Linked DNA regions of Zea mays: region 1 is linked to region 2. Evidence: chromatin contacts called from public Hi-C data. All regions are on one chromosome and are shown on one strand. The core of a region is the stretch at or near the end of the contact, and the rest is flanking DNA. Distances in the headings are between cores, read along the strand shown. Region 1 holds the start of LOC100276374 (COMPASS-like H3K4 histone methylase component WDR5A). Region 2 holds the start of LOC100274767.

The links. Hi-C and Micro-C count contacts between places; a contact is called where the count stands out from the background.
Region 1: a Hi-C map of ear shows a contact between it and region 2, with 2.6 times the contacts expected there. The contact joins the promoter of LOC100276374 here to the promoter of LOC100274767 in region 2. A contact is called at or near these places in 3 of 25 Hi-C or Micro-C datasets (ear, leaf and tassel).

What each region holds. Positions count from the first base shown.
Region 1 is chr1:277,520,505-277,523,950 of Zm-B73-REFERENCE-NAM-5.0, forward strand. LOC100276374 (COMPASS-like H3K4 histone methylase component WDR5A) reads right to left here and starts at 2,004. Exons shown (of 2, transcript NM_001150180.1): 1 at 1,260-2,004. The coding sequence starts at 1,922.
Region 2 is chr1:277,374,770-277,378,107 of Zm-B73-REFERENCE-NAM-5.0, forward strand. LOC100274767 reads left to right here and starts at 1,682. Exons shown (of 1, transcript NM_001149055.1): 1 at 1,682-2,218. The coding sequence starts at 1,733. The coding sequence ends at 2,032. LOC103645590 (FIP1[V]-like protein) reads left to right here. Exons shown (of 9, transcript XM_020546910.3): 9 at 1-740.

The sequences.
Region 1 (3,446 bases), core at 754-3,253, 150 kb after region 2:
TTAGGAGCTACACAATATGCAGAACACCCACATGTGCACTACTGCAAAATCTTACAGTTGATTACTGCTATCATGCTAGCATGCTCGGGCTGTAACATACTAGTTTAGGGGCCCATTAACTCTTCCCGCAAAAAAATACTTTGTTGGACTGCATCCACGATAGTTCAATCACCATGTAATTAAATTTTCTGTCTATACTCTATACAGGATCATGAGGTTGCCTAAGGGATCAATGAAGCAACTTACACTCCCATAACACCTAATTAAGGTCAGGCTACCTCAGAACCACCAAAAAGGAGGTTCCCCAAATATCGCACCCCTGGGCCAGATGTAACACTAACATAACAGAACTTTAACCTCAGGTTGCTAGCTATGGTAAAAATTGTCTAGGGTGTAAGGCTTATGGCAGCAAACGCGATGTTTTCAAGTCGTCCGATTAATCGCGATTAGTCAGAATAATCGGTGGACTGGTACCGACTAGAATGCTGGTCGTCCGACTAGTCGTCGACTAGTCGTCCAATTTAGTATAGGACGACTAATTTAGACCTGTCTTTGTTGATGGGCTTTTGCAATTGGGTTGTAACTGGGTCATTGCTTTGTGGGCTTTCTAGGGTTGAGACTTGAGACTAAACAGCCGTCCAGGCAAGTTATGGACAGCAACAAACACAAAAGTAATTCACCATCTTGTCATCTTGATGTGTGCGTGTGTGTGTGCGTGCGTGCGTGTGTCCAGAAACATATGGACGTTCAACTCGACTAGGGTCGATTAGTCGACCTGGTCGACGACTAATCGCGACTAATCGACTGGTCAGTACCTGTACGACTAGGTTTGACTAGACGACTTGAAAACATTGCAAACGGAAAGCTTATGATCATATAACCATGACCAAAGGCAAGTCAGCACTGACAATTTAAAACTGGATACTAAGAATCCCTTTAGAACATGCCACAGTAGATTATCCTGCTTGCTCCAAACATCCAGGCTTATACTTCCCCTTCTCCTCAAGGTACTCCGTCCCTCCTGCCACTTCAGATCTACAAATATTCTCTTGACACTTAGGGTGTACAAATATTGGGTACCCCAGTCTATGACAACAACCACTAATGCTGAAGTTCCACAACCACACTACACGGTTGAACGACCATATCCCATAATAACAAAATTGCAACTAGTTTTTCACATATGCAGCAACCCGGAACAATATGGCAACACTAAAATGAAGAAAAAAATTAAGAGCAATCGACTTTGCACAACTCACCAAGGTGCTGTCAAGCGTTGCCGCGAGGATAAACTTGCCATTGGGGGAGAACTTGGCAAAGGACACTGGTGGGCTCTCGTCGTCGATGAGGGTTTTGACGCAGTGACCGGTGGCCGAGTCCCAGACGCGGCAGAGCCCGTCGTAGCTCCCTGACACAATCATGTCGCCCTCGCGATCGAAGTCCACGGCGGTGACGGGTTCAGAATGGGCCGGCAGCACGCGGAGGCACTTACCGGACCTGACCTCCCACACGCGCACCGTCTCGTCAAAGGACCCGGAGGCGAGGACGTTGCCATGGGGGCTGAAGGAGACGCAGAAGGCGTAGTTGGTGTGGCCCGTGAGCGTCTTGACGAGGCGGGCCCCTCCGCCGACGGCGAGGTCCCAGATGCGGACGGTGCGATCATCGGAGGCGGAGGCAAGGAGGCGGCCGTCGGGGGAGAAAGAGAGGTCTGAGACACCCTCTCCATGGCCCTCGAGCTCCGCAACGGGGGTGAGATCGGAGGAAGACCACACGCGAAGAAGCTTGTCGGCGGAGGCGGAGGCGAGAAGGCGGCCATCCGGGGAGAACTTAACTGTTGATACGGCGCGGCGGTGCCCCTCAAGTGTGGAGCGGAGGACGTAGCCTGGGGATGCCGAGGCATCGTCGGCCACCGGCGCCGCCATTGCCGCCGATTGAAAGGGTTTGGGGGTTTTGGAGGAGTTTCTCCGCGAGACGGTGGTGTGGTGTGGCTCGGTGGACCGATGCGTGAATGATTTCTGCTTTCGGAGTTTTAGTTGAGGAATGGGCTTTTCAGTTTATTTGGCCCATTAGATCTGAGGTCACACGATAGAGTTTGGGCTTACAAAATGAATTGGATCCAAGCTTTTTTATAATAATATTTTGTTGATTTTTCAAACCTGGTATATAGAGTTGAAGTGATCTGTTACAAAAGGTTTGAGATTCAAAGAAAAAGATACAAGACGTTTGAAAAAAGCACTTGCTTGATTTAAAAATAAACACAGTCATAAAATAAAACAAAATACCCTCATAAACTCGCTTTCGTAAGATTGACACCAGAGAAGAGATGGCAAGTGAAGCGGGATATAAGTCCTGGCACCGTAAAGTATACATACGAAGTCGTTCTATCAGAGTATTATCACACGGATTTTTGCAGATGTTCAGGTAATTGTAGTATATTGTCTTACATCCTCTTGGTAGATACCAAGAATGTACATTTGGGTCGGGTCTCGTGAGCTAATTTGGAGCACAAAAAAACACGACACAGTCCAAAATAAATTTAGACCAGACCGGCTCGAAAATTATGTATCGGACCATATTTTGGGCCAAGATCGTAGCCCACAGGCGGGCACAAGCACAACCCGTTTACGAAGACACGAAATAGCTCATTTATAGGCACGAAAAAAGCTCATGTTTATTTAGTCATCCGCTTATAGTCATGAAATCATCCACTCCATTTTAGTTAGTCGCATGCTTAATCATGGAGATGAGGTGTCAACCATCCATTAGCTTCGTGTCCTTTGATTTTTTTAATTATAAATGAAAGAGAAATGGACCTAATAATTTCCTATAATTAATTTTGGTGGTTGACGACCAACACTGACCATGTGGACTAACTAGTTTGTCTAGATGTTAATTATCTCAAGTGCATAAGGTTCAACATAAACAAGAAAGAAATTCAGTTGGGGACACAATCAAAATTTGGAGCAAGACATGAGAGTGTGCTGACATGTGGCGCACCGTACACTGTCCGGTGCACCAGGCCCTCGACCAAACGAACAGGCCACTCTCGGGAATTCGCTGGGCACGCTCCGCTATAATTCACCGGACTATCCGGTGAGCCAGCAAAGCAACGGTCACTGCGCGCCAACAGTCGACTGCAAAAGGGAACAGTAATGAACAGTGTCGCGCAGAAGTCAGAGGTCACCGGACATGTCCGGTGTGGGATCGAACTGTTCGGTGCAGCAAAAGGACAAAGGGTTCCAACGGTCAACAGCTCCAAACTCCAACGGGCACGCTGACGTGGCGCGCACCTAACGGTGAACAGTGATTGTCCGGTGTGCCCATCGCCAGCAAAGTCAGCCAACGGCTAGGAAGTGGTTGAGGGCTAGAAAATACCCCCAACCACCTCCATTCAATGCATCCAAGTTTTCTGAGAACCTCATTCAATACAAGAGCAATAACATTCA
Region 2 (3,338 bases), core at 432-2,931:
TGAATTGATGTATGGTTTTACTGTCTAGCATACACATGTACCTGTAAACTTAGTTTTTTTTTGTGTGGCTGGGAACTGGATACTGTACTAAAACCCCATCCATTTTCCCACTATGATTCTGGTGACCTCAATGTGGCACAGGAGCCACTGTACTCCGGGTAAGTTCCGAGGCTGTTATGGGAAGCAGTGGCCTCGGAGTTTCCCAGTTGAATATCTGGGTTCGGCATGAACTACATTTTGATGAAGCTGGAGTGCCCCTGCTGCAAGGTTCTTTTGTTTGAAGTTCTGGTGGCCTGAAGCACCGGGTCTTGTAACAATCTTGTGTTGGTGGGAGATACTTGCAAGATGTGATGGTTGAATGTTTGGCACGTGATGATGATGCTGTTTTAGGAACCACCAATAGGTGATAGAAACCAGGGGCTAGAGATTTCAGAACTGACATAATCACAAATTTGTATGCTTAATACTATGTTAGTCATGTACATTCTGATAAACGTATAAATGTCGTGCATGATCTACCGGAGTAAGGTGTCTAAGACTAGTGTGTAGAGCTCCACGGTGCACTTTTTGGGTCGAGCAATACATATATATGTACCTGTAGAGAGTGTTAGGTAGAAATAACATGATTGTTTGCTTGTTGTAGGTTTGCGGTGTATGTAACTGGTTCGTGTAGAATTTTGCTAACCATAGAGTTTTGAATGGCATTATCTAAATTTATTGAAATTTAGCATTTCAGATTACTTGCGTATCTGTCCTGTACTCCTGTTTGAGAAGTTACCCGCACGCCCACGAGTTGTGATGATACGTGGCGAGTCAGCCTGTTCCCGACACCCAGAAATGTGCACACCAGGTAAACATCCCAACAGAAGCTTTGGCAATCGGCATAACATAGCCACAGTCCGCTGGTCCAGGTGTTCGTACGTACGTATTCGCAGTCCGGGCGGCGGGCGGGCGCTGATCTAACATGGGGCGGAGCACCTCTGTTCACCCCGCTCCACCCACCGCGATTTGGCGAGTGATCCGGCGCGTCTGTCGTTTCCTTTTCCTTGATGGCTTCCAACCCATTCGTATTCATCGTCGTGTGTTCAAGTGGCCTGTGTCCGTGTGGGCAACGTGCCTGCCTAGGCCCGCCGCGTGGTTGAAGCTAGCCCACGGCGGGGGGACCGCGAGGATCACCCCAAAAATAGGTGCCCGTACCAAGGCAGCGTGTGCCGGCACGGGATTCATGGCCTCACGCGGCAAAGCAATTTTTTTCCAGAGAAATGACAGCGTGATTGCTAGTAACAAACTGTTCGCCCTGTTGCCTGCTTACTCAATTATATATATATAATCCTACTCCTACAGTCCTACTAAGCTTAGACTCCCACATCACATGGACATGGTCCAATACGTTTCCATTTTTCAGCGATATATCCTCGGTGACAACAGCAAAACTGGCGCCTGCGCACCCGGTCTCCTCCCACGGGTTGGCACGCACCGGACACGAGCTCAGGCTCCCATTTCCAAAAGCGTCCCCAAGAGTAATCAAGACAGCCCACTGGTTTCCCCCCCAAAACCTCGGCACACCGGTACACCACCCACCGTAACCGGTCGTCATCCATCCCTCGTTTTGGCAACCGGATCACCTTCCAATCCAACCCGCGTCTATAAATTTCCTGGCACACGCGAGCCCGGAACCGGCAATTCGTTTATAGCGAGCACACCAGCGAACCAGAGATTCATCAGAGTGGCGATGGCCCCGAGCGCGTCGATGCTGTTCCTGAGCTACCACCAGCTCCACAGGCCGACGGAGGTGGGGACGCCGCCGCCGCCGCCGCGCAGGGAGGCGGCTGCCCCCGGTGGCTTCTGGAGGAGGATGAGCGTGAGCAGCGTGCTCTCACCCGCTTTGTTGCAGTGGCGGCCGGAGGGGGAGGCGACACTGCACGAGCGCGACGCCGGCGAGGAGATCAAGTCATCGGCGCCGGCCGACGCTGATAAGGAGCTGGAAAGCAAGTTCGAGGAGGCGCTGCGCCTCAGCTGCTGGTCTTCATGAGCATCCATCCATCATGGGGAACGGAGAGACGCGAGCGTGCCGCTGAATCGAAGCGACCTCTCCTCTAAACAGCCGTCCTGTATATCTTCCTCCGTGTATCAAAATCCATCCTTTTGCTTTAGATTTTTGTACATTTGTAATCGTCACATCCGCTCAAATATGTTATATATATTTTAGTTTGGAGCATAAGTCTGTACAGGTGCACAAATGCACAAACGAAATACTGGTCATCAATCTGGTATCCAACGGTTCATATACAGTTTGCAAAATAGTCGTCCAGTACTCATAATAGTTCCTAGGACTGGGCGTTCGGTTCTTCGGTTCGGTTCCTCGATTCTGGTAGAAATTCGGTTCTTCGGTTCGGTTCCTCGATTCTGGTAGAAATTCGGTTCTTCAAAAACTAGAACCGAAATAGTAAGAAAAAAAACTAGAATCGACTAGTTCGGTTCTCGGTTCTTCGATTCGGTTCTCCGGTTTTAACCGAACTGTAACAGCCACTCTAAAATTCTAAATAACGACAACTTTTATGAGAAATTTCAACATCTCCTCACAAACAACCACAAGTGCACAATGCCCAGAATTTCATAGATAATACATGGATGATTAGAGGTTCAACATAAGTCGATAAAACAACATCCGAAGTTACAAACACATGTAACAAATTGAATCTGGTACTTTCGGTTCTTTCGGTTCTTTCTGTTTTTTCGGTTCTTTGGAGTGCATAACCGAAAATAACTTATTTATTTCGGTTCTCAAAAAACCAGAACCGAATTTCATAACGGTTCCTTTGGTTCGGTTAGTTCGGTTTCAGTTCTCCGTTATTTCGGTTCGGTTCCTCGGTTCCGATTCTTTTTGCCCGGGCCTAATAGTTCCTCCCACTTTTTGAAAACCCTCTCCAGTCTCCCCATCATTTTCTTCCCCACGATGCACATGGGCGCTTGAGCTCTTCTCACGTACATACGAGTATACAAGTGTACGAAATCGCCACCACTGAACTGTCGGCACTGCGCTCGAACGTCATCATCACCTACCACCGTCGTAACCTACTGTCGCCGCCGTCTCCTACCAACATCGACCTCATCACAAACACCACCCTCACCTACGTGTCGTCGGCCCTACATTCATGGAGGAACTGTCATCGTCATGCCCTAATGGTGGCATGATGGCGCTTCTTACGGCCATGGACCCACGACGACTAGGTGGCCCTAATGTTAACACAACCACTCAAGTCTCTGGTAGCATTGAAGTTGATGATCACGTTGGTTCTGTTCAAGTTCCTCATTTCGTTGAGACATGTGCCCATGAA